Linked DNA regions of Mus musculus: all the other regions are linked to region 1. Evidence: chromatin contacts called from public promoter capture Hi-C data. All regions are on one chromosome and are shown on one strand. Each heading gives the region's core, a stretch centred on a gene start, on an enhancer-like site or on the middle of the called end of the contact. The rest is flanking DNA. Distances are from core to core; before and after follow the strand shown. Region 1 holds the start of Tgs1 (trimethylguanosine synthase 1). Region 2 holds the start of Pnisr (PNN interacting serine/arginine-rich). Region 3 holds the start of Coq3 (coenzyme Q3 methyltransferase). Region 4 holds the start of Ccnc (cyclin C).

Evidence for each region. Promoter capture Hi-C pulls out the DNA fragments that hold promoters and counts their contacts.
Region 2: a contact with region 1 is called in a promoter capture Hi-C map of pre-B cells. The contact joins the promoter of Pnisr here to the promoter of Tgs1 in region 1. A contact is called at or near these places in 3 of 39 promoter capture datasets (cranial neural crest, frontonasal cranial neural crest and pre-B cells) and 1 of 484 Hi-C or Micro-C datasets (CD4 T cells).
Region 3: a contact with region 1 is called in a promoter capture Hi-C map of pre-B cells. The contact joins the promoter of Coq3 here to the promoter of Tgs1 in region 1. A contact is called at or near these places in 2 of 39 promoter capture datasets (cranial neural crest and pre-B cells) and 1 of 484 Hi-C or Micro-C datasets (CD4 T cells).
Region 4: a contact with region 1 is called in a promoter capture Hi-C map of pre-B cells. The contact joins the promoter of Ccnc here to the promoter of Tgs1 in region 1. A contact is called at or near these places in 3 of 39 promoter capture datasets (cranial neural crest, pre-B cells and second pharyngeal arch cranial neural crest).

The regions. Positions count from the first base shown.
Region 1 is chr4:3,573,216-3,579,499 of GRCm38.p6, forward strand. It overlaps Tgs1 (trimethylguanosine synthase 1), which reads left to right and starts at 1,664. Exons shown (of 13, transcript NM_054089.4): 1 at 1,664-1,914. The coding sequence starts at 1,811. Tmem68 (transmembrane protein 68) reads right to left here and starts at 1,638. Exons shown (of 8, transcript NM_028097.4): 1 at 1,489-1,638.
Region 2 is chr4:21,845,824-21,851,907 of GRCm38.p6, forward strand. Pnisr (PNN interacting serine/arginine-rich) reads left to right here and starts at 2,225. Exons shown (of 11, transcript NM_001369189.1): 1 at 2,225-2,316. It overlaps 4930528A17Rik (RIKEN cDNA 4930528A17 gene), which reads right to left and starts at 2,625. Exons shown (of 1, transcript NR_028384.1): 1 at 504-2,625.
Region 3 is chr4:21,875,130-21,881,375 of GRCm38.p6, forward strand. It overlaps Coq3 (coenzyme Q3 methyltransferase), which reads left to right and starts at 4,517. Exons shown (of 7, transcript NM_172687.2): 1 at 4,517-4,667. The coding sequence starts at 4,559. It overlaps Pnisr (PNN interacting serine/arginine-rich), which reads left to right. Exons shown (of 11, transcript NM_001369189.1): 11 at 1-1,346.
Region 4 is chr4:21,724,425-21,730,620 of GRCm38.p6, forward strand. It overlaps Ccnc (cyclin C), which reads left to right and starts at 3,277. Exons shown (of 12, transcript NM_016746.4): 1 at 3,277-3,491; 2 at 5,973-6,079. The coding sequence starts at 3,460.

The DNA of each region.
Region 1 (6,284 bases), core at 414-2,913:
ACCAATTTCTTTTAAACAAAGGCAGCAATGTTATTTTGCCCTTTAAAGTATTAAAAGAAAATATAGGGGAAACTATGCCCTCCAAAGAACAGACATCCAAAGCAAAAAAAACAAAAAAAAAACAAAAACAAAAAACAAAAAACAAAAAACAAAAAAAAAAACTATTAGTTGAACAGTAGATTTATTTCTAGAGTCAAAAGATTTATTTCTAAGTAGTCAAAAAACCCAAATAATCCCATTAAAAGGGGGGCTTGAATAGTCACTGGCTATCAAACATATGAAGAATAGATAGCAACACTGTTGTTGCTACTCTTGACTGTCAGCTTATGGGTTTAGAACCACCTAAGAGACAAACCTCTGAGAATGTCTGTGAGGTTGTTTGGTTGGTTTTGCTGTTGTTAATGGAGGTGGGAAGTCTCACACTAACTCTGGGTGGTGCCATATCAGTCTCTCATACAAGGAAGTTAATCTCAAAGATTAACAGCGAGTCAGGACAAGTGCAGGGAAGTATATAGACATGGTGATTTAGTGGGTGTGGAGCATAGCCAAAAGGAAGACTTAACTTTTAAAGCACAGTAGGAAAACTGGATTACAAAGTGAGTATCCAAAAACAGCTAAGAGAGAACAGTTTGAATGCCCCAACACAAAGAAACAGTGTCTGAGGTGAGAAATATATCGTTTCCCCGGATCTTCTCATGAATGTATCTTCTCATGATCTTCTACATGCACTGAAATGCTGCCCCGTGACCCAGAAATATGTAAAATTATTACATGCCATTGGCTTTTTAAAGAATTTTAAAATGTTTTTTTTTAATCACCTGACCCTGTGGGGAGGATGCATGAGTGAGCATGTGAAGGCGGAGGACAACTTTCATGCACCCGTGAATGTTTTGTCCCTTTAACCAACTCGAATAACCAATAAGCCTTCTCCTCACACCCATGTGTCACTTATCAATAAAAAGAAAACAAACAACAAAAACCCCTTGAGTTCAAGCTTCTTTCTCCGGGTTCTGATGTACATTACCTTGCAAAGATTTTGTTTTTCAATATAAAAATGCTCTTCTACTTTTGGTTAAAGTCCCCTACTCTTTTAATGACTACTCTTCTACTGCATCATAGTCTAACTCTAGTCACTCTCTCCAATAATGCTGTAAGACATTTAGTTATTTTTGAGACAGCATCTGTGTGGACCTGACTTGCTCTGCAGACTAAGCTGGCCTTGATCTCAGAGAGATCTGTCTGCTTCTGCCTCCCAAGTCTGAGATTAAAGGTGTATACCACCATGCCTATCTATAATTCACATCTAGACTGGTATATTGAATTTAGGAGTTATGAAAGGAAGGAATACTGCAGTTGTAGATATACTGCACGGCGCAGGCGCAGAGGCCGGGAACTAGTCCGGCTTTCCGCTCCGGGCCCCGCGACCAGGACACCACGCCTGCTACCGGCTAGAACAGCATGGAGAAGTCCATGGGGAGCTCGACGCACCTGACAAGAAAGTCACAGGAAATCGGCGACCTCGGCAGCTGGTCGGCGGCAGAGCCGGGAGAAGCAGACACGCGGGTAGTGCCGGTTTCCTTTAACTGCCTGAGAGGAAGAAGGCCGAGCCACATTGGGTGTAGGACCGTCGGTCGCCCCGCCCCTTCCGGTAGCTGCTGTCGCTGCTTCCGGTAGCGCGGCTGGCTGGCTCCCGGCTCGAGCGTCCCCAGGCGCGTTCCGCTCCTCTGCCCGCGCGAGTTACGCCTTTCTGTCTTCAGCAACAGCGCCCGGCCCAGTCGCGGACAACACCAGAGCGAGCCCGGATAACGAAATGTGTTGCGAGAAGTGGAACCATGTGGCCGAAATGCTGCTCTTCATTGAAGACCGCGAGGAGGAGTACAAGATCCTTTGCCTCTGCTCCCGGGCATTTGTGGAGTAAGTCGCGACGGTCCTCTCTCACTTTCTGTCCTTGCTCAGGAATGGGGGTGTCGCAGAGTTAGAGAGAGGCTTTCCAGAAAGCCACATGACCTGATGTCTAAGAAACTCGAAACCCCGCGGGCATGAAGGAATGTTCTACTGCAATTACTAAAGGGAAGATTAATATAATTTTGATTTTTTTTTAAATGTGGTACCTTATATGTGTCATTTCGGGTTTCCATAAATGAAGGGCCAATCTCAACATTGGTTGAGTCGGGCGAGATGGCCCAGGTATTGGCCATGCAGAAGGATAGCAAATTCAAGACCATCCTGAGCTATACCAGTAAGATGGAGTGTGAAGTGTAAACTAATACAAATAGATTGATGAGATGAAGGATCAAATTAGAGCTCTATTTGCAAACTGTAAAATCCTTTCCAACAAAAATTTATGTATCTGAAACGTCTAATTATTTGAGATAAAAGTGTTAACTGTTTATGGCAGTTTTAGAGACATCTCTGGGGGAAATGTTGGTTTCATGTTTAAAATTGCCAGAATAGAAAGTACCTTCTGGTGGGAAAAGCATTGACAAATTTTAAATTTGAAGGTACTCATTTTCATTATGTACTTGAGGGAAGATATCTGAAAGTTTCCTCAAAAAAGAAATATAACACCATGTTAAATTTAACATTTAAAAAATGTACTAGGCTCATTTGCACAGGTCCTGCTGGTTCAGAGTTGAACAGTCTTCTAGTGGGGGAGTGAGGATGATTATAAGACCGAAAAGAAGACTCAGAGACAAAGGTTAGAAATCCGGAGGGCTGCAGGCCTGAACCACACTGGCCCCAAATGTATTTCTCATAACCTTAATACACTTTACAGTATCATGGGAAACAAAGTCACAAACTAGCACAGACAATGGCTGACAGAGAATGGATATCTGTTCCCATCCGGAGGCCTCCCTGTTCCTTCCACAAAGATTAATCGAACGTTCAGCCTCTCTCCTTGAGCCTCAGTTGTAGCTTTTTGTTCCATGCCGTTGGCAGGCCAGGAAATCTGTCAGCCTGACCTGCCTTGACTCCGCCTAACAGACAGGCTTTTACAGAAGCAGACAAAAATGACTCCCAACGCTCAGGTGTACATTTAATTCAGTAAAGTTCTTTTTTATGCTCCTATTAGATGCTGGTAGGTAATGGAATATAAGATGGGACCAGGCTGCGCTGAATTCACTTTCTAAGCAAAAGAGATCAATATTGCACTAAGGTAGCGGTTTGCACAATTACTCAGTTAACTCAACTGGATAAGAGACATGTCTGTGGTGCTTTGATAGCAATCTGGCAGGATGGACAGTGAAAAATATGAAGCCTTGGGAGAGGAAAGGAACTCCTCCATTTAGAGTCTTCTTGAAGTGCCTTTTTGGCAGAAAGTCGAGAAAACCAGTATCCTTAACAGAATTTTATGTAAAAATGGCCTGAGTGAAAACATTACTTTTATGTAAAAATAGTTTGAGTAAGTATTAAAATAGGCTGGTGTGAATACTCACGCCTTTAATCCCAGCACTCAGGAAGGGGGAGGCAGAGGCAGGCTGATCTCTTGAGATCGAGGCCAGCCTGGTCTTCAGATAGGTTTTAGCACAGTCAGGGTTCTGTTACACAAAGAAAGCCTATCTCAAGAAGAAGAAAAAAAGAAAAAGAAAAAAAGGAAAGGAAGAAAAGTTGGACTGCAGCAGTGAGGTGGCTCAATGAGTAAAGGCATTTACCACCAATACTGAGGACCTGGGCTTGATCCTCAGGGTCCACGTGGTGCAAATAGAGACCCAACCCTAAAGACTTTAAGACATGGTCTTACCAAGTGACTGAGTGACTGGCTGGCCCAAAACTCACTACGTAAACCAGTATAATTTCAAACTCACAGAGCTTTGCCTGTCTTTGGCTCCCAACACTAGGATTAAAGGTGTGTGCCACCACATTCTGCCATATGTATGTATGTATGTATATATGTATGTATCTATGTATATGTTCTGTTTTGTTTTTTTAGAGACTGCTAAAATAACAATTAACCCATGCTTAAACATAAACTTTTGTGGTCTTACTTACTAGTTTATAGATGTGAACCTGAAATTTTCTGGAAATGGCTCTAAGACTAACGTTTGTTCACAGTAAAAACATCTTAATTTCTCATTATCAGTTATAATCCTATTTATCATCAGGGGCTTCTCTGTAATCTTACATGAACTTCTTATTGACCCACTGAGATAGAGCTTCAGAAGCCACCAGAAACATGGCTGATGAGTAAACTGAGCCAAACATGGGCTCAGGTCTGTATACACTTGGTTCCCATTAGTGGCACTGTTTGGGAAGGAGGTAAACCTTTGCTGGAGGAAGTAGATAGCTTGGGCAGTCTTTGAGAGTTCATAGTGTTGCCCACTTCTAGTTTGCATTCTCTCTGCTTCATGTTTTCAGTTGAAGATGTGCTCTCTCAGCTTCTTCTTCCAGTTGCCAGCTGCCATGTCTCCCTGCCATTATAGACTCTTCTCTGGAACTGTAAGCCAAAATAATGTCTTCCATAGTTGCTCTCTCTCCATCACGGTGTTTTATCACAACAGAAAGTAATTAGGACAGAAGTTGGTACCAGAAAATGGGCTGTTGCTGTGAAGAACCTGGCCATGTTGGGGTTTTGGGTTGTTTGTTTATTTGTTTTTGTGGTGGGTTTTTGGAGGAATGTGGAAGACTTTGTACTAGAAAAGAAGTTGGATGCTATAAGCAGAGCTTAATAGGCCATTCTAGTTAGAACCTGATAGGCATTAGTGTTGAGAATAAGATAGATTGTAGAGTCCCAGCTCAAGAGGGAATCAAGATTTTCATACTAACTTATCCATTCCTGTGCTGTTTTGGCAAAATCTGGCTGTTTTCTGTCCAAGTCCTGAGAACTTGCCTGAGGCTAAAGTATTGAATTTGTTTCTTTCAGAGAGAAACTACCAGCAATGACTTTTTCAGCCTTTGTGTAGGGGTTGCATCTGTGTAACATGTTGCTTGGTCTCCCTCAGAGACCTCTGAAAAGATTCAGGAAGAATCCAGAACCCTTCACTCTTGACTTAATAGCTAGTACTACATAGAAAACACTGCAAATTTGGCAGTGAAATTGAAATTAAAAGTCCAGCCTTATGACATAGAGCTACAGAATTTGGTCTTGCTTTGGTCCAACATGTCCTCACAGTGCCCCCATTTTTCTTTCTGTAACATTGTATATTGAAGTATATAATTTGGTTTTTGATTTTCCCGGGGGTAATGGTTAAGTGAATCTTCTAGAGTTTCAAAAATCTAAAATGTGAACTATAAATTCAAAAGCTAAACTTCAGTTTCTACTGAATGTGGATATTCATTGTATGTCACTCTAAAATTGGACCACAGTTATAAATTAAGGACAATCCAGGCTTCTGTACAATCCTATATATTTTGACCCCCTGCTTACTTCACTGACTGTCTTCTTAGTCTTTTCCTTCAGTTTCATAGGCTTTAACTGCCTCTAGACTTTACACAGAGCTTGGGTTACTAGGAATGCTTTTTCCCATTCACACCTACCTGTTTGTTTCTTTTAGACCTGTTTCCAAGGCCATTTCTCCAAAAAACCTCTGTCTATAGAGAAAGGTTCTGTCAGTCATAGTGGGGCAGAAAGTGCAGAAATAACTGTGCTGTCACCTACAGCACCCTCGGAGGACTTCTTAGAGACAGCTACTTAAATGAAGACAGAATGTTTAACCTCACAGCAGAAAAGACTCTAGGAAGCTGAGGTTTTGAACACAGAGGTAAGCATGAATGTTGATAGAAAGAAGAATGCATATAAAAAGGAAACACCCCTAAAGGTCTGAGCTTCTCAAAAGTATCCTTGTGTCTTTCACGTTAGCTGTATTAGTTGTTGCTGTGACAAAGGGCTATGACCAAAAAGCAACTTATGCAAGAGTTTATTTTGACTTTTCCAAAGGAAGAGTCCATGTCAGGAGGCATGCCAACAGACAACTGCAGCAGAAAGCTGAAAGTACAGACTGGAAGTGGGCAAGGCTGTGAACTCTCAAATCCTGCCGCAGTAATGTGCCTTCTCCAAGAAGGATACACCACCTTCCTAAACAGTGCTGCCAACAATAGGACCAAGTGTTTAAATACCTGAGGCTATAAAGTGGACACTTAACATTCAGACCACCACTTTGTGTTGTCTGTAGGCTCATTGCCTCTGTATGGGTGTGGGTACATACAATCATGTGTCCATAAGGAGGCCAGAGGACAATGCCTAATGCTTTCTTCTTTTCCTCTTTGCCTTATTCCTGTCAGGCAGGGTCTGTCACTGAAATTCACAGCTTTCTATTTGAGATAGACTGGCTGGCCAGCAAGCTCCT
Region 2 (6,084 bases), core at 975-3,474, about 18 Mb after region 1:
TTGACATCCACACATGGGAGTGGTGATGTGTGCCTGCAATCCCTACAAGGCATTTAATAGGCCCTCCCATTTGGATATCCAAAATGGCTAGTTTACACTAGTGTCCCTAGTCAAAATATTTAATCACTTGACAATGTAAAATTTTCTGTGCACTAATATGTTAGGTCCTTGGAGGGCAAAAGTTGTCACCCAAGTATTCGTTTCAGTTTTACTTGGGATATATTACAGATGGTTATAGGGAGCAGGAATTTTCCATAGCCTTGCTAATCCAAGCAGATTTCACCAAAGATCGTCCATTTTCCTGGCTAGAATGTTTCTCAGTGAGGTGAAGTATGGTGACATTTGATTTCAATCCCAGCAACGGGGTTGGTGGCTGCTAGTAGATCTCCTTGAGTTCTTATAGATGCTAAATGGAAATAGTCAAGTACAGGTCTCCTTCTGAGTTAGTTGTACTAACCTCATGAACTCACATCATAGTATTGCCAGATAATTGGCAGTTTTCTCCACCCCACTCCCCAAATTACATGTTGAAGGCAAACTTGAGGCTAGCAGGTGTTTACTTAGTAGGGTTTTATTCTAATCACACAGACTACATGGTTTTCAAATACTTCATTTGAGAATTACAGAATTTCTTGTAAAGGGCATTCCTATTTTCACATCTACCTATATTTTCTTTATTCAGTTTACTACAGTCTTGTTTCTAGAGTAATTTGATATTTCTTGTGCAGTTCCCAACTCAAAGACTTAGATTTTTAGTGCATGGTGTGGGTGCTAAAAACAGAGTTCTCACATTAAAGGGAATAAGAGAGTTTATTGTGGAGCCACATTTGAATGTCCATGGCACAAGGAACACAGTTATGCCAAATTTCTTTTATAACACGGAAGTGGTTTCATGACATTTTATAGTTTTTAAAGAACAGACAGTCATAAACCAAGGCAGGCTTAAGATACATTGGTGTGTACATCACAGAAGCTACAGCAAGATGGGGACACTTTTTACATCGCTGCAGATGCTATCTGATAACATTCTTAGCTCTTGGGTTGGTGGAAACTGGGAGTCAGCTAAGTTAAAAAGTTCCAAAGGCTGGGGCAGTGGTTAATAGCGCTGGTACCAGAGTTCAATTCCTAGTACCCACATGGCAGCTTACAACTATCTGTAGTCCAGCAACAAGTGATTTGACACCCTCACACAGACATGCACGCAGGCAAAACACCAATACACATAAAATAAAAATAAATAAATCATTTTTTTAAAAGTTCTAAAAGGTTTTTAATCTATTAGTCACAGGATTTAGCTCTAATATGGGGAGGTTGGCAAAGACTGGCAATTCGTGGGTAAAGCTAGGGCCAGATTGGGTAATTAGCCTCTGGACTTGTAAAATTCCAACCTCTCCACATCACTGAAGCTCCAATCAATCTTTGCAGACACAGACTTTTTCCTGGAATTCTCCTTCATAACTCTTTTTAGTTACACTGACATTTCAAGAAAGTCATTTTCCAATATTTAGGTTAAGAATGCTGTGTTTCTTAGAATTTTTGTTTCCTTTTGTAATTAAACTCCTAGTCTGGAAAGTTGACATTTTAGATATATGAACATTGTTCACGCTAAACACCTTTTACCTCCTTTCGGGAGGCCATCTTGGAGTTTAGGTAAGGAAGGACCAGTGGAAACTCTGCTTCTCAGTTACTTTTCCTTAAAGAGTAGCTGAGCGAAGTTGAACTGAGTAAATGTTCCCACCAGGGGGCGCGATGCTAGGAGGTGAACAAGGAGACCTAGCAAACACCCTGCTTCCAGAACTCAGGCTCTGCGACTCAGGCCTGGCACAGTGAGTTCCAAGTTGGCAGGGTTTGACTTGCGGTCCTCTCCGTAGTCTGAAAGAGGCAAAGCGATTCAGCATCCTTCCCAAAGCGGAACTGATTCTTAGAACGCATTTGCTCTTCGAGGGTCTCCTGCCTAAAGTTTACTAAATTCCGTCCATTGTACCGGAACGTTAGGCTCGGCTTTGTGCTGGCTGTACAAATGAAAATGTGTCGGGTATGACACGGGCTTCACACACAAGAGGGTCCAACTCGAGGTGGGTTGGGTTTGCCCTCAACAAAAATGGCGCGGACTCGTCCCGTCGGTAAGATCACATGGTCGTAAGCCTGGCTGAGAATCAGTGTGACTTCAGCCGAAAAGCGGATGTTATTATCATTCACTTCCGGGTGAGAACCACCGGGCGCCATCTTGTCTTGTTCATGAAGAAGTAGAAGCATCGAAAGGTTGGAGAGAATTACAGGAACGGTGGCGACAGCGGTATTCCGGAACCGGAGCGGGTAAGCGACGAGCAGTTTACCCCGGGGGACCTGCCGGAGGACTAAAGTCCTCTGGGTCAGTGTGGCGAACGGAGCGGGACTCAGGCTGCGTACGCTGCTTGGCGCCACCGCCAGAACCTCATTCCGGAGAAGCTCCGGCGTCCGCCCGAGAGAGTGAGCGAGAGAGCCGCTGTCGCCCGAAGGGAACCGCCTTTGGCTAAGGAGAGGGCTCACGACCCATTCTTCGAACTAAGAGTTTCCTTTGAGAAGGCAAGGGACTAATTGTTGGGCGCCTGAGCGGCCGTTAAGCAGTGCGCGTGCGCAGTGGGAACCCTTGAGGGGCAGGGAGTGTGGAGGGGCGGAGGCGGCGGGGGCCGGGATCTGGAACTTCGACTCTGCGACTCGCACTACGCAGGCGCAACCGCTTTCTGCTGCGTCCTAGACAAGTATCATTTAGTTGCTTAGTTTTGGTGTTTTTACCCAGTGATGGGTATTATGTGTTAAGCATCACTGAGGAAACAAGTAGTATCCTATATTTCAGTTGTTTCGTAGTTTTGTGGATAATAGTGTCATCTTAACAAAACTGGGCACTGAGCAAATTTTGACTGTGCTTGATTAAATTAGCAGTCTTTAATACTTCATTTACCTTTTCTCTTCCTAACCCTAGATAAAACAAAAACAATCTTGGATTTTTTTTTTTTTTTGAGTACATCCAGCTAAAACCAAACCAGAACAGTAAAGACTTTATTTGTGGGGTGGTTTTCTAAAGCATCAGGGGAGACGTAATGAGTTCTCGGATATTCTTAAGACACACAATTTAAAACATAAGTAAGCTTTATATTTAAGGACTTTTTTGAGCCTCATTATATGATCCTGGCTGGCCTGGAACTCCTGCCTTCGCTCATGAATGCTGGAATTAAATGTATTCACTACCACATCAAGCCCTAGAACTTAATTTAATTATAGAAAAATTAAACAGCTAGTGTATAACCACGTGTTTTATTTTCTCAGTAACATATACTTCCATGACACGTTTTTTTGTTTTTTTTTACTATTAATGGAACAATGTTGTTACATTATTAATTGAGGGCATGCTCCTATTTCCTTAGTTAAAGAAAAAAATCATTTTTAAAAAAAGATAGTATTTTTCTGTGGAGATCCCCTGGAACTGAAGTTACAGATGGTTGTGAGTTGCCATGAGGTGCTGGCAACTGGAGGCAGGTCCTCTGCAAGAGCAGCCGGTGCTGTAGCTGCTGAGCCTTCTGGCCACCGTCTCTGTTCAATGAAAAATTACTACTTTATGTCTATGTGTCAGTCCTAGCTTTTGTTGTCCGGATTCTTCCACTTTTGACCATTGCTAAATCTTTCAGGTGTCTGCTGTTTCCCACCAGCTTCTATTTGATTGGTCGGTGTTTTGTTTCTTTGTTACTCTGTTGCAAAGACTGGCCTAGACCGCTCAGCGCCTTTCCTGCTTTAGCTTCTTACAATTGAGATTACCGACTCGGGCTACTATAGAACTTTATTTCAGTTTGGGGGAAGGAGCCCAGGCTAGCCACCAACTCAAGATCTTAACTGCTTTCACTTCTGAATCCCTTTAGTGTTAAGAATACAGAACTGCTAGGTACAAAGAGATTTAAAACATATTTCAATTCTCATCTTTTTGTCACAATCTGTAAATGAGTTTTGTAAATATTTGCGGTCATTATTTGAAGAAGTCATTTTGAAGTCAATTGAAGCGTTTTCCTTTTTTCCATTTAAGATTTATTTTTATTTCTCTGTGTGTGTGTGTGTGTAAACATGTGTATGCACGCATGCTTGCTCATGCCTGTGTTGAGTGTGTAAATGTGCACATGAGTGTGAGGATATTTGGTCCCCTGGATCTGGAATGTCAGAAAGTCTAAGTTGTTTGATGTGATGCTGGGGTTGAGCTTGGGTGCTCTGTAAGAACAGCCAGCACGTCTTTAAGCAGTGAGCCATCCTTTGGCTCCAGGTCTGTTTGTTGTCATTTGCAGTTCTAATACAGAATAATTTATAGAAAAGACTGAATGATAATAATCCTAGTGTTAGTATCTGGGTTTACTGTAACAGATTACTACAAACTAGGTGGCTTAAAACAACTGAAATGTCCTCTTTTATGGTTCTAACGGCAAAAAGTATGAAAGCAAAGTTTGACAGGTACCTTCCTTCCTTCTGGGTTTTGATGGCACCTATCTTTCTGTTCTTTAGCTTGTAGAGTTGTCCAATCTCTGGCATTGTAGGCACAGGACAGTCTCAGATACTTATGTCTGTCCTCATCTGAAATTGTCCTCATCCTAAATTGAGTACTGTATCCACACAGACACTGGTTTCCAAATAAGTACAGGTAACATGGATTTAGGACTTCAGCCTGTCTTTGGGAAGATTACCAGTTAGTCCATAACTCTGGTTTTAGTTTTTTCCAGCAGTATGATACTGTTGATAATCAAGTGCAGTCTTTGGTTATTGGCTTTTCTAGTCTTCCCAAATTCAAGTTGTTTTTCAAGAAAATCACATTTAACTTTACCCTGTGAAAGAAAATTTTGTCAACAGTCTGTTGCATGAATCATCAAAATTAGACTTCTCCAAACCTGAAAAGTTGATGATCTCTGAAAATAAGTCTTAAAAGGAGACTAAGCTGATTCAATCTTTTTTTTTTTAAAGCCACATTTATCTATTTTGTGTACGTATGTCTCTGTGTGAGAACACACGTGCCTTGACATGTTTGTGGAGGTCAGAGGACTACTTTCACGAATTGGTCCTCGTCTTTGACCATGCATGTGTGTTACAGGGATAAAATGCATTCAGGTTACCAGGATGGGTGGCAAGTGCCTTTACCTACTGAGCTATTTTATGGCTCTCAGGATTTTTTTTCTCCTTGTGTTGGGGGGACATGAGGGTGCTGGGGATCATACATAGGCTTTGCATATGTAAGCCAAGTTCTCTACTACTTACGTGTATCCCTAGGTCCTAGAAATCAAACCATGGCATTAAATAAATAGTAATATTAAGATATACTTTTTGTGGCTAAAGTTGCATATTTAGTGGGTAACATATATGAGTGATAAATGAGTAAAATACCTAACCATTTAATATAAACACAATACAATGATAGAGCGAGCACTCAGTAAGGTTTCCTCTGTTCATAAGGAAATCTTTGAGCATTCAAACATTTATTCTACAAGAACTATTGCATATTAACTTTTAATTTATGGAGATTTTCAGACAGTGTCTGCCTTCAACAGTTAACGTTTTCCAAATTATTACTCACCCAATATACGACCATAAGTTTTCATGGTTTAAATCCATTATTAAAACTTAGTGGGTCTGTTGATATAGTTCAGCAGTAGTGCCTTTGCTTATCTCAAGAAACAAAAAAAAGTTGAATTAAAAATTGTGTCTGTGGAACTGTTCATATTGAACATAGTCATGTTTTCCAAACTAAAAGTCCAAATACAGGACCAAACTCAACAACAAGCTTCAAAATACTTTACAAGTAGGAGCAGGTACTTTTAATTTAAAATAGGTTCTGGCAGGGCTGTGGTGGTGCATGCCTTTAATCCATCACTCAGGAGGCAGAGGCACTCAGGTCTCCAAGTTTGAGACCAGCTTGGTCTGCAGAGTGAGTTCCAAGACAGCCAGGGCTATACAGAGAAATCAACCTATCTTTAAAAACAAAAACAAAAATACAAACCTGTCTGTCAGTGGGTTATATATTTATAGGTACAGCCAATTGCAGATTAGAAGTACTTGGTAAAGTGGATCTAGTAAGCA
Region 3 (6,246 bases), core at 3,267-5,766, about 18 Mb after region 1:
TTTTTTTTCAAGAAATAGTACTTAATAAGACTATAAATATGCCATTTCTCTTTCAGCTGTAATGTTCTCAAAATATTCTTGAATGTACTGTGATGTCAATAAAACTATTTAGTTCATTTTTGTTAAACTCTTGCACCTTAATTTTATGATTTTAATCTAAGGAACGTACTTTTATAAAAAGGCAGCTGAAGTTTTGTATAACAGGTTTTTAAAGTTACTCCCATCTTCTCCAAGAATAGTTTGTCAAAGTTTGTAAATTGTGCCCATGGACTTTTGTCAAATTCCAATTTTAAGGGTTCGGGAAAGGGCCAGAAAATGACCTTACTTTTCTTTGAAGCCATCTGATCAGCTTTCTAACCTTTTTTGGGGGGGAGGGGAGGCATTCAAGTAATATATTCTCTGTATGAAATGTTATTCACGCCTGTAAAATGAAATTGCTGGAAACAATCAGGCCATTACACCAGTAGAGTTATTTGTAATGACTATTTGACACTAATAGTCTGGAACTATATAGTCACTCCTGTTCTACATGCCTAACACCTTGGGGTTACCCGTTAAGAAATAGGATGTAGGATTCAATATATTTTAAAAATATAATATGACCTCAGCTTAATGGTGGAATATTGTGTTATGCAGGATTGTGTCAATTGCATAACATTAAAATGGTCTGATTTTCTCAGTTTCCAAAACCCATGGCTAGTGAACGGTCTAGCGTGAGTCCCCGCTTGATGAGTAGTAGGCATTTCGCCAAGTGTTCAGCTGCTTCAGGTCTGAGTTTTTAAGACGATACACTTACACATTGATAGTTGATCTCTGGAAACAGTGCTTTTCATATTGTAACTGAAAGAGAAGCACAGTGCAGAACACAGAAGGCAGAGTATTATGCTTTCTTACCAGCAATAGTTCATTTGAAAATAATGCCAGGTTTTTGCCAAGATCAGTGTTTCCTTGAAATGAAGACAGAAATAGATTTGTTTGTGCATTCTTGTACCTCGACATAGCATCTTAATTTTGAGCAGTTACGCATTTATCTAAAGGAAATAAATCTGTGAATAAATGCATGTTTACCAAAATGGCTGTTTACAGTGCATTTAGTTACAATATTTATAAAGTTGCCATTTCACAGAATAAGTAGTTTGGAGTTCTATACAATTTAGTCATCAGTAATATCTGGAGACAAAATGTGCAATATTTTTTATGTAGGTGAGCTAACACAGTGTATCTAATTGAAGAATTCTGATTAATTTGTAATAGATAAGTTGTATAAAATTTTCATACCTTAAAGTGTTTTAGATTACTCTTCAAGTGAAGTATTATTTTCAAAATAAAATTCTACTGAAAAATTCTGCTGGCTATGATACATACATTTTTAGACATACAAATGAAAATCAAAAGGAATTCGCCAGTTTTGCTTAATAATTTGCACGCTTTTTATCATTAAATCTAACCTTTTAAAACCAACAAAGTATTCATGATTACTAATAGATACACCTGCATTATGATTGTATTTCCAACTGTAAGATTTTTGTGGAAAATTTATTACTTCCTTTACATGTAACAGTATTTATTTGAGTGGGGAAATTTTTTTAAATAGGGCTTGCATAATTTAGGGTGCAAATGCTAAATTGTATATAAATGTTAGATGTAAACTTTGGTTATAAAGTACTTTTTAAAATTACACTTTTGAAAAATGAATACATTCAATTTTCAAGACAGTCAATCTGAATTGTTTGATCAGAATGTCTTTACAAGATTCCCTTTTGCAAGTCTGGAGAGAGGGCTCAGTGGTTAAGAACATTTATTACAGTTCTTGCAGAGAACCTAAGTTTCCCCACACCTACACTAGGTGGCTCACAACTTCCTGTGGCTCCAGCCCCCAGGGTAAGACACCCCTCTCTAGCCTAGCCTCTGTGGGTGCTTACTTACCTACACATGGTACACACACACACACACACACACACACACACACACACACGAACATGAATTAGAAGTGCTGTAGAACAATCTGCAAGTCAAATATTTTTACTTAAATAATAATCTTAGTATCCAGTAATACCATTGCATTTAAATAATATTGTCCTGTAACTCTTCCACGTTTGCTCCGTGCATGCCTGCACATATATAGTAAGTATGAAAAAAGCTGAAGGAATCCACGTTCTCTAGTGTAGGAGTCATTGTGATTTTGTGAATATGGGTGGACTCCACCCTATTTGGAGAATTACAAGATTGCTTTAAGGCCCCAAAATATCAATATTGTGCAGTTCCAGTAATGTATGTGTTTTCTGCCTTTGTAAACTGTCTTGTCGATTTTGTACTGCACAATAGGTAAATGCCCAAATATAGTCCATTTTAAAGAAATATGAAGAATAATGGCAGAAGAGCTTTACAACTTTTAAAAAACTTGTAATGTGTATGTATTTTATGTGTATTGGTGTTTTGCCTTCATTTGTCTCCACTCTGAGTTCCTGAGTTCCAGTTGTGAGTCACCATATGGGTGCTGGGAATTCAACCTGGTCCTGTGGATGCTGGGAATTCAACTTTGTGAATGAGCAGCCAGGGCTTTCAGCCACTAAACCATCACCAAGGGGCTCTGGGATTTATTTCTTTAATGGGGTGTGTGTGATTTTTCTAGACCCTGGGCTTTAAAACTTTTTAGTTGGAAATTTTTAGGAGTTGCATAAGGCTAAAAATTCCTATAGTAAGTTAAAAAAATTAACATTGAAGTTTCTAAACTGAACTAGTGATAGTGAGTGTATATCTGTGTTAGGGTGCCCACAAGGACCTGAAGAGGGTGTTAGGTGCCCTAGATAGGGAGTTACATATGGTTGTGAGTCACAGTGTGAAAACTGAAACTTGGGTCCTCACTGAGCCATTTCTCCAACTCCCCTGTAAGTTCAGTTTTAAATAGAATGTGGCAATATAGAATTTCTCAGAGTGGATACCGTGTGATAGACTTTTTGAGTAAGTCCAAGAACTCATTCAGCTGGATGGATGTAGTAGATTGTTCAAAGGGATAAAGCTTGTGTAGACATAAAGTGACTTACCCTTCATTTTTTATTAAAGAACTAGAACACATTGCAAATGTTAAATGGGTGTTGAGTTTTCTAAAATATGTATGAGCTAGTTTACAGCTTGTTCATAAGTAAGACTGGAGTTACTCTGGAACTTTCCTACAGTAATGGCTACATACTGCATTACAGTCACCACAATTTTATTTCTGACACAGCTCAACTGAACTTACAGAAAAGCGTTTTGTTGCTGCGTGGGGGGATTTAGAGGGTTCTTTGCTTCCTACCAGTATTTAAGCATATCACTTCCTGCCTTTGCTGAAGCGAGACTGGGATGGCTATGGAGCTGTGTGGTGTACACTTAATGTTAAGTACAGTCCATGCACAGAAGTCCTTAAGAGTGTTAACCATGATTTTCCGTGGGTCTGTCAATCCAGCAAAAACATGACACTTCAACTTGTGTATAAAACTTTCCACCTTCATTTGGAGAAATGGCCATATACCTCCAAACACAGGGACCTCTGACAGTGATAGAGCAGCTGGTTTTCATACAGCTTATGAGGTTAGTATTTTAGCTCAGAGGATGAGAGCTTAGTAAGTTTCCCCGATTTAAAGGACAGCACTGCCTGCTGAAATGTAGAATGACGCCCTAAATTTTAGGAGTTTACCCTTCTTTTTATGAGGGCATTATTTTTTATTTTGTTGTTTGTTTTTTAACCGTTCCTGGTTTGCTTTTAGTTGCTGGGATAAAACACTGACTAAAAGCAACTCTAGGAAGGGTTTCTTTCTCTTTGGCTTAGAGATCCTAATCAATCATTGAGGGAAGTCTGGGCGAGATCCATAAATGCAAGCTTCAGATACAACCCAGTTCCACTTTCCAAAGGGCTGAACATCAATCAAGAAAACGCCGCCCCACAAACACGCAGTTCAGTCTAATGAAGGCAATTCAGGAGAGGGTCCCTGTTTCCTGGTGAATCAAATTAATGTCAAGTTGACAAAAAAAAAAAAAAAAAAAAAAACTAGTATGAACTTCATATTAGATTCATACTAGAATCTTTCATACTGCTCCGTTTCTACTTCCAATAAACGTCTAAACTGAGTGTAAGGAGTTTTCTGCTACATACGGTGTATCCTGAACAGAATAAAGGGTCAGTTTCAAAGAATGTACTTTAGATGTGGACTTCTGTTCTCTGTGATTACTTGAGCGCATTGAAAGAGAATGGGTTTCTCGGAAAAAGCATTTCCGTACTTGATTTTAAGCATTAGAGTCGGTTTTCCAAGACTGAGGAGATAGCTCGTAAATACGAAAACAGCACGGCGTGACTCGTAGGACGAGAAGGTAGGTAGGTCTTCGTGGCCTTTTATTAGGAACATCTCTTTATTTCATTGCAGACATAATTTGATAGAGGAGCTCGAGTTAACGGTGACCACAAATTCACATTAACTAATGCAAATGCAAAAGCCGGCATCCGCGAGTGTAGGAGGCGGAACCCTTCCGCTGGGGATTTGTTGTGAGGAGGGACCGGAAAAGGAGTAGGATTCTAGTCGCGATGTGGAGAGGTGGAAGGCTGGGCTCTCGTGGGGTTCGTCTCCTGGAAACGCTAGGGTTTGGGTGCCCCAGCGCGGTCGCCCAGCCTCCTCGCCTAACTTCACGGTCGGGTGAGTGTCGCCGGCGCGGAGGTTCTTCCGCACGCCTCGGGTGCCGGGGCGGCTCTGCGCAAGCGCGGCAGAGAGCGGTGGGCTGTCCGGCTCCGTGGGGTCTGGTTAAAAGCAGCGCCGCGCTGCCCCGTCCTCATCCCTGGTGACCTCCGGGACCTGGTGTTGCTCTCTCCAGCGGCTACAACCCTCCAGGTCTGAGAAGCCAGGGGAAAAAGGCTGAGGACTAAGGATCTGGGCCTCGGAGAGCGTGTCTCTTGTGCCGCCGCCGCCGGGTAGCCCACGACCTTTGCCCTATTTTATTTGCGTTCTATGAGCTTGTGGCCCGGGAGCCGCCATTCAACTTGCTGGATCCTGGAGGTGGTTCTTGCTTTCCAAACCAAACCAAGAAAGACACACGGGGAACGTCCTAGCGCTGCCTCACTACTTTATTGCTCACCATCTTACCGTCCCCGCCAAAGAATTTAAGGCATTTATGCTCTTGTTTGGCAAATAAAGTAAAGAGCTAACTGCATTTGGTGCTATAGATTTTTAAACGCAAGTAGTACGCAGATAATTAGGTTCAACCTTTACAAGAAAATGACCAGGCCGGGCGTGGTGGCACACGCCTTTAATCCCAGCACTCAGGAGGCAGAGGCAGGCGGATTTCTGAGTTCGAGGCCAGCCTGGTCTACAGAGTGAGTTCCAAGACAGCCAGGGCTACACAGAGAAACCTTGTCTCGAAAAACAAAAACAAAAACAAAAAAAAAAACAAAAAAAAAAAAGAAAAAAAAAGAAAAGAAAATGACCACTATATGGTAGAGATTGGTATGGTTGGGAATTTTAATATGACAGTAACAGCAATAATACCTATTTAAATACTACTGAAAAAAATAATTATAATTTTTAAGAGAGCAAGATATAAATAAATATTAATGAACTTGGAGATCTAGATGGAATTACGATTCCAACTTTAATTTTCTGGAGAGATGATTTTATACTCTTCTATTGTCTTTTATAAGATTTTATTGTCTTTATATACATTTATACTCTTTTATTGTTTAAACTTTGTCTTCCAGAACAATCCGAGTCATTGTTCCAGAGATCCAGAACATCTCTGGTCCATTTTTTAGAAACCTTTTAATGTGTGTCTCATACATCAGAAGACCCACCTGCCTCGGCCTCCCAAGCTGTTGTGATTGGCATGTTCTTCCCTTACGTATAGTCACCTCCTCCGTGCCTTTGCCAGCTCTGCTGACATGATGCCATTGCTCTAATTTGTACTTGTCTCACCACATCTTCATGTCACTGCCAGTCTTTTCTGGTATGGGCATGGGTATGGGTGTTTGCTTGCATCTACAGCTGCAGACCACAGGCTGTGTGTGCCTGATGTCCTTACAGGCTAGAAGAGAGCATCGGATTCCCTAGGACTGTACGTCTATCGGTTGGAAACTGCCCCATGGATGCTGGAGAATCCAGTCCAGTTTCTCTGGAAGAGAAGCCAGTGTTCTTAACTGCTGAGCCACCTCTCCAACCCTCATCGCCCATTTAAAAGATAGACTTTTGGCTTATAGCAGCCTTGGCTGATGGTTATTTTCTTTAA
Region 4 (6,196 bases), core at 2,027-4,526, about 18 Mb after region 1:
ACATGTATAATATATAAATTAATAGAGTACATAGAAGAGGCCTGCAACCTTAGCACTTAGTAGGTGCAGGCAGGAGGATCAGAAAGGTAAAGTAGAACATTAATGGTATCATACTTGTCAACTTGACACAAACCTAGATGTCCCTTCAAAGAGGACTCTCAATTGAGTAATTACCTTCATTAGACTGGCCTGTGGGCTTGTCTGTGAGGCATTTTCTTGATTGCTAATTGATATGGGAGGAGCCAGTCCACTGTGGGCAGTGCCATCCCTGAGCAGGTGGGCTCATGAAACATAACAAAGTAGTAAGCCACGGTGAATTAAGATTTTCTCCATGGTCTCTGCTTCAGTTTTGAAGCAGATTCCCGCCATGGCCTTCCTCGATGCTGGAGCAGAAGGTGAAGCCAACCCTTTATATACCCAAGTTGCCTTTGTCAGCATTTTATCACAATAACAGAGAAGCAAATCAGAACACTTGAGTTCACAGTGAGTTCCAGGCCAGCCCAGGATACTGCAACCCTCTCCCCCAAGACAGAGTTTCTCTGTGTAGCTTTGGCCATTCTTTTTTTTTTTTTTTTTTTTTAAAGATTTATTTATTTATTACATGTAAGTACACTGTAGCTGTCTTCAGACACACCAGAAGAGGGCGTCAGATTTCGCTACAGATGGTTGTGAGCCACCATGTGGTTGCTGGGATTTGAACTCTGGACCTTTGGAAGAACAGTCGGGTGCTCTTACCCACTGAGCCATCTCACCAGCCCAGCTTTGGCCATTCTTGAACTCATTCTGTAGACCAGGCTGGCCTCAAACTCAAGAGATCAGCCTGCCTCTGCCTCTGCCTCTGCCTCTGCCTCCTCTGCCTTTGCCTCTGCCTCCTCTGCCTCTGCCTCTGTCTCCTCTGCCTCTGCCTCTGCCTCTGCCTCCTCTGCCTCTGCCTCCTCTGCCTCCTCTGCCTCCTCTGCCTCCTCTGCCTCCTCTGCCTCCTCTGCCTCTGCCTCTGCCTCTGCCTCTGCCTCTGCCTCTGCCTCTGCCTCTGCCTCTGCCTCTGCCTCCTGCGTTCTGGGATTAAAGATGTGTGCTAACGCCTTCCCGTTTTTAAAGTGTTATAGGAGCTAGGTGTAGTGGCTCACACTTTTAGTTCCAGCACTCAGGAGAAAGAGGCAGGCAGATCTTTGTGAGTTTAAGGACAGCCAAAGGTACATAGTGAGATCTTGTCTAAAACAGTAAAAAAAAAAGAAAGAAAGAAAGAAAGAAAAAAGTGTCATAGAAGCACATAAAACATCGCAAGCAGTTTGTTACAGAATCTTTATGCAAGGCTGATAAAACAAAAGGAAAAGAGCAGAGAGAATTAAAGCAAATCTAAATCTCTATGATGCACAACTTGGGTGATGGTTGTGTCTTTAAAACACATTTTGAAAAATATGATCTGAGGGGCTGGAGAGATGGCTCAGCGGTTAAGAGCACTGACTGCTCTTCCAGAGATCCTGAGTTCAATTCCCAGCAACCACATGGTTGTTCACAACCATCTGTAATGGAACCTGATGCCCTCTTCTGGTGTGTCTGAAGACAGCTACAGTGTACTCATATAAATAAAATAAATAAATCTTTAAAAAAAAGAAAAAGAAAAATATGATCTGCCGGGCGTGGTGGCACACGCCTTTAATCCCAGCACTCGGGAGGCAAAGGCAGGCGGATTTCTGAGTTCCAGGCCAGCCTGGTCTACAAAGTGAGTTCCAGGACAACCAGGGCTATGCAGAGAAACCCTGTCTTGAAAAAACAAAACAAACAAACAAACAAACTGATCTGCAGTGAAACAAACAGTAATGTTCACAAATGTATTACATGCCTCTCAACATTTTTTAGGTACCTTGGCTATTAAGTTGGAGTCATTTGGGTATATTCTGGTCAGTGGGTCATGAAAATTGATTGGGTTGTTTCTATTTCAAGACTCTTAATACTAGTTATTAAAGAGCTCGCTTGAGTCATGTTCTGCCCAGAAAGATGTTGATCTTGGAAGCAAGGAACATTGAAATGAATAGTTGGGAGATAGAAACCCTCTAGTTCTCTGAAGATCTAGAGGGCAGCCAGGAAGAACTAGCCAGCTTTAGGAAATACCATGAGAATGAGACGAATTTTCAAGCTAAGTTGGGGGTATAACAATGTTATAACAATGAAGCCTAGTCTAGCTCATCCAAATTCAAGAATAAATGTATTTCACAGGTTAATTGTGTACGTGCCTAAGTGGGTGGAATTTAAAAACATCTTTTCTATAGTTGGCATACTAGTTTCACTTATAGAAATTGTTTTCACTCCATTCCACATCTCAATTAGACTCCACTCACAAAGGAAAAACATTGGTGCTATCTTCCTCGGAATTCTTGACTAATTTTCAGGTGTGCCCAATCATTTAGAGACATTTTTTAATTTAAATTAAAACTTAAAAGATTTAGATAGATCCTCACCTGTCCTAGGCTGGCCCAAAACAACGTATCTGAGGGTATTGAATACCCTTAGCTTGCAGGTGTATATAGTGCTGAGTATCACCCAGAGCTTCTGGGGCACCAGCAAGCATTTTACATCCTTGATTATCTACATCCCTTTTCCTCTTTTCCCCTAGATGGCGTCTCAGCATGAAGCAAGGACTGGCCTGAAACTCCTCATGTTCTTGACTCTGCCGCCGAAGTACAGTACGAAACGCGAACGCAAAGTTGCAATGATAACAGCAACATTTAAATATTATTTAATTGCATTTCTGCGGCATACCCATTTGGAACGTAAGTGTTAGCTAGATGTACATTTATATGCTCATGTTTTTAGGTAAACAAGTAGCCGGCTCTGACATAAAAAGATTGCTACTCTAAGTTAAGTCTACACTTAACTCGTTAGGCTTAATACCGACAGGAACTTTACTAAGAGCACTTACATCTTAAGGCCAAAATTACTTTCATTTATTTCTCCTTTCAGCCCTAGGGAAAAAGCAGTCATATACTGCCATGCTTTCTTCAACGCCAGTGTGCTATTTCTGAAGGCCTACACCGTGGATTAACAAGATCCCTAAATGGACCCAAAAGAAAACCGCACTAGACCAGAAACCCAGTGTGTGGACGCTCTGGAGGAGAATTGGCAGGAAACCTCGGGGAGAGCCTCTCGCCACCGGGAGCCTCCGCCCGTGTTTCCTTAGCTCCCGCCTCAACAAGCCCATTGGCGGTCGGGCGGTTGCTAGCTTCCTCCGCAACTAGGGCGGGCCGGAACTTTTGTCTGCCGGAACCGGTGTACGCCGCTCAGTGTTGTCGACCGGCGTCAAGGCGACGAGGGTGCTGTTCTCTTCCTCCGGCTGCGGTGGCTGTGGAGTTCAGCCCAGCCAGTCTGGTAGGAGCACAGTCGTCCGGACTGTGTCTATGGTCGCTCCGCGGGCCGCTTTGCTGGCTGGTGCATTTGTATCAGGGCAAGCAGTATTATTCCATGGCAGGGAACTTCTGGCAGAGCTCCCACTAGTAAGTGAGCTTCCATTTTCTCGCCTGGGGCCGGGGCTGGGGCACAGGAGGGCTGGGCCTGCCCATCCCTCGGGGTTTCCATCCTGGCCGCTGCGGGTGAGCCCTCCCTGGGAAGCCGGGGGTCCGAAACGTGATGCTGTCGTTTGCGAGCCTCCCCTCTTCTCACAGAGAGATTTCGGGAGCAGAGGGGAGGTGAGCTCGAAGGATGGGTAAGAGGTAAGGGGTTTGATCTCCGGGAAGGGAGTCGGAGGCGGTTTCATTTCAAATTTGGGGTTTGATTGGTGGGATGATGTGGGCACCGGCAAGGGAAAGAGTGACCCATTGTAGCTCTGTGAGGTTCCCTGCTTTGGATGGACATGGTTGGCTATTGCTAGCTAGCTTGTTTGTTTGTTTGTTTTTTCATAGCAGTGATATTATAATCTCTTGTCATTCGCCTTACTGTAGATTTAATATTTACTCAGAGGAGAGGAGTGAGTCGTGCTTGTTTCTACCTGCTGCTTCCTGGCCCAGCCTTATGCCTAGATTGACACCACTACCCCCATCCCCGAAGCAGTGTTTCTCACGTTGAGGGATGGCTGCCCTAAAACTCACAGGCTGGCATCGAACTTAATGAAATCTGCCTGCCTCTGCTTCTGCTTCTAAGTGTTGGAATTAAAGGCATGAGCCACCAATTGCAGGCTCCTAAATTGACTTTAATGCTTCTAGAATTTGCGAGCACAGGGGCTCTCAAAATATATCCATTTTCATTCATTAGCCAGTGTCTTATATTTTGCCTTAAAGTCGTGTATTTCCCAGATTTTGTCCTCTTCCTTTAACCACTTAAATCACTAAATTTTAATGTCTTTCAGTGACCATGGAAGGGCTAAAGTAATCTTAAAGATATTTGTCTCTAAATACATTTGGTTAAACATGCAGGAAGTTGTATGCTTGGGCTAAGCGTTGAGCAGGCTTTCCACTAAATACATAAAAAATGAACAGGACTAGATAGAGACATTTAGTTTAATTAAATTTTAGTGGGAAGAGAATAACAAAATTTTAATTCTGTGAATTGGTTTGCTTGTTTCCCTCTTTGCCTGAGAATAAAGAAGAAGAAGGGGGAAAAAAAAAGAAAGAAAGAAAACTGAATTTGGAAACCTGTTTCTGAAAGCAGGTCCTCCCTTGCTACCAAGTGTTTCTGGGAAGATGAAAGGCCAATGAAGCATCACTGGGGGACATTATTTTACATTGTTCTCACTCACTGAGATGTTTCCATTAAAAAAATGAAATACAAAAGGGGATGACCCAAAAAGGTGGGATAAAGCTTGGGCCTGTACTTAATCCTGGTGCTCAGATAATGCCTTGATTGCCTGTCTCAGTGACATAATACTAAGACAGGCAGTAGTAAGTCTTTGGATATAGCAAGAGTCTATCTTCCAGGATGGTTCTTAGTCTAGAGGGTCTGAAAACCTGTGTGCTGGTGTTTGGTACACATGACACTATGAAGGAAATTGAGAAAGAGGTAGAGAAGCTTTGAAACCATCAAGAGATTCTTTACCCTCAAGTTTTCCTGTTTTTTGTTTTTTTCTTCAAACGATCTTGCTGAGGCTGCCAGTGGGCTGCTGAAAAACTAGAGAACTCTGATGAATAACTTACCTGAGAGTTTGAAATGGCGTCTACAGCATCCTTGTTAATCGACCAGACAGTACGGGAGTCACACTGATTGACACAGATTTATATCCAGCAAAGCACTCACAAATATATTCCACTCACAAATAGCACTCACAAAAACCAAAGAGATTTTATTGGTCCAACAAGACTGAGAAACTTGGGGGTGATGGTGAAAACACTGATTGAAAAGGGGATTAAATTAGAAAAATATAAAATTTGCTCCAGGTCTGAATGTATTTGAAACAGGTGAGCATGTATTGAAGAACTCAAGTATTTCATTGTTGAACATAATTTACTAAGGATTTTAGAGACCTATTCTGAAGAGTTAATGCTGAAGTTTCAGAGGTAAACTGGTGCTCTACCTCAGCTGCATTCCCAGCCAGACACTGTCTTTTATCAATGTTTTAAGTACATACCTCCAAATAAATAAATAAATAAATAAATAAATAAATAAATAAATAAATGGAGGAAGAAGAAGCTGGGTGAAGCACTGCATGCCTTTAATCACAGAACTTGGTGGTGATGGGGAGGGGCCGATCTCTGTGAGCTTGAGGCTGGTCTGATCCATGGAAGGAGTTCCAGGATAGCCAGAGCTAACCAGAACCAAACAGACAAATAAAGACAGAGAGAGGTGTGCCTCGTAGAAGATGGTAAGCTTATTGAATCTTAATGTTTTAAATGCTTTGGCTTGTTGGCTTTTTTCCTATAAATTTATTTATTCACTTTACATCCCAATATCAACCCTCTCTCCTCCCAGTACCTCAAGCAGCTCCTCCCCTTCCCATCCCTGCTGTTGCCTTTCTATGCCATGTTTTAAATCTTTACCTTCTCTAGTTTGCAGTGGATTTTGGATAAACAAGATCTGTTGAAAGAGCGCCAAAAGGACCTAAAGTTTCTCTCAGAAGAGGAGTATTGGAAGTTACAAATATTTTTTACAAATGGTAAACTTTTATATTGGTTGAAGTAGTATACTATAGCTGGTCACTATTTTATATGGTAATTTCCATGAGTTGTTAAAGTCTATAGTTAATGCTTTTATTTAGACAATTATCATTTCA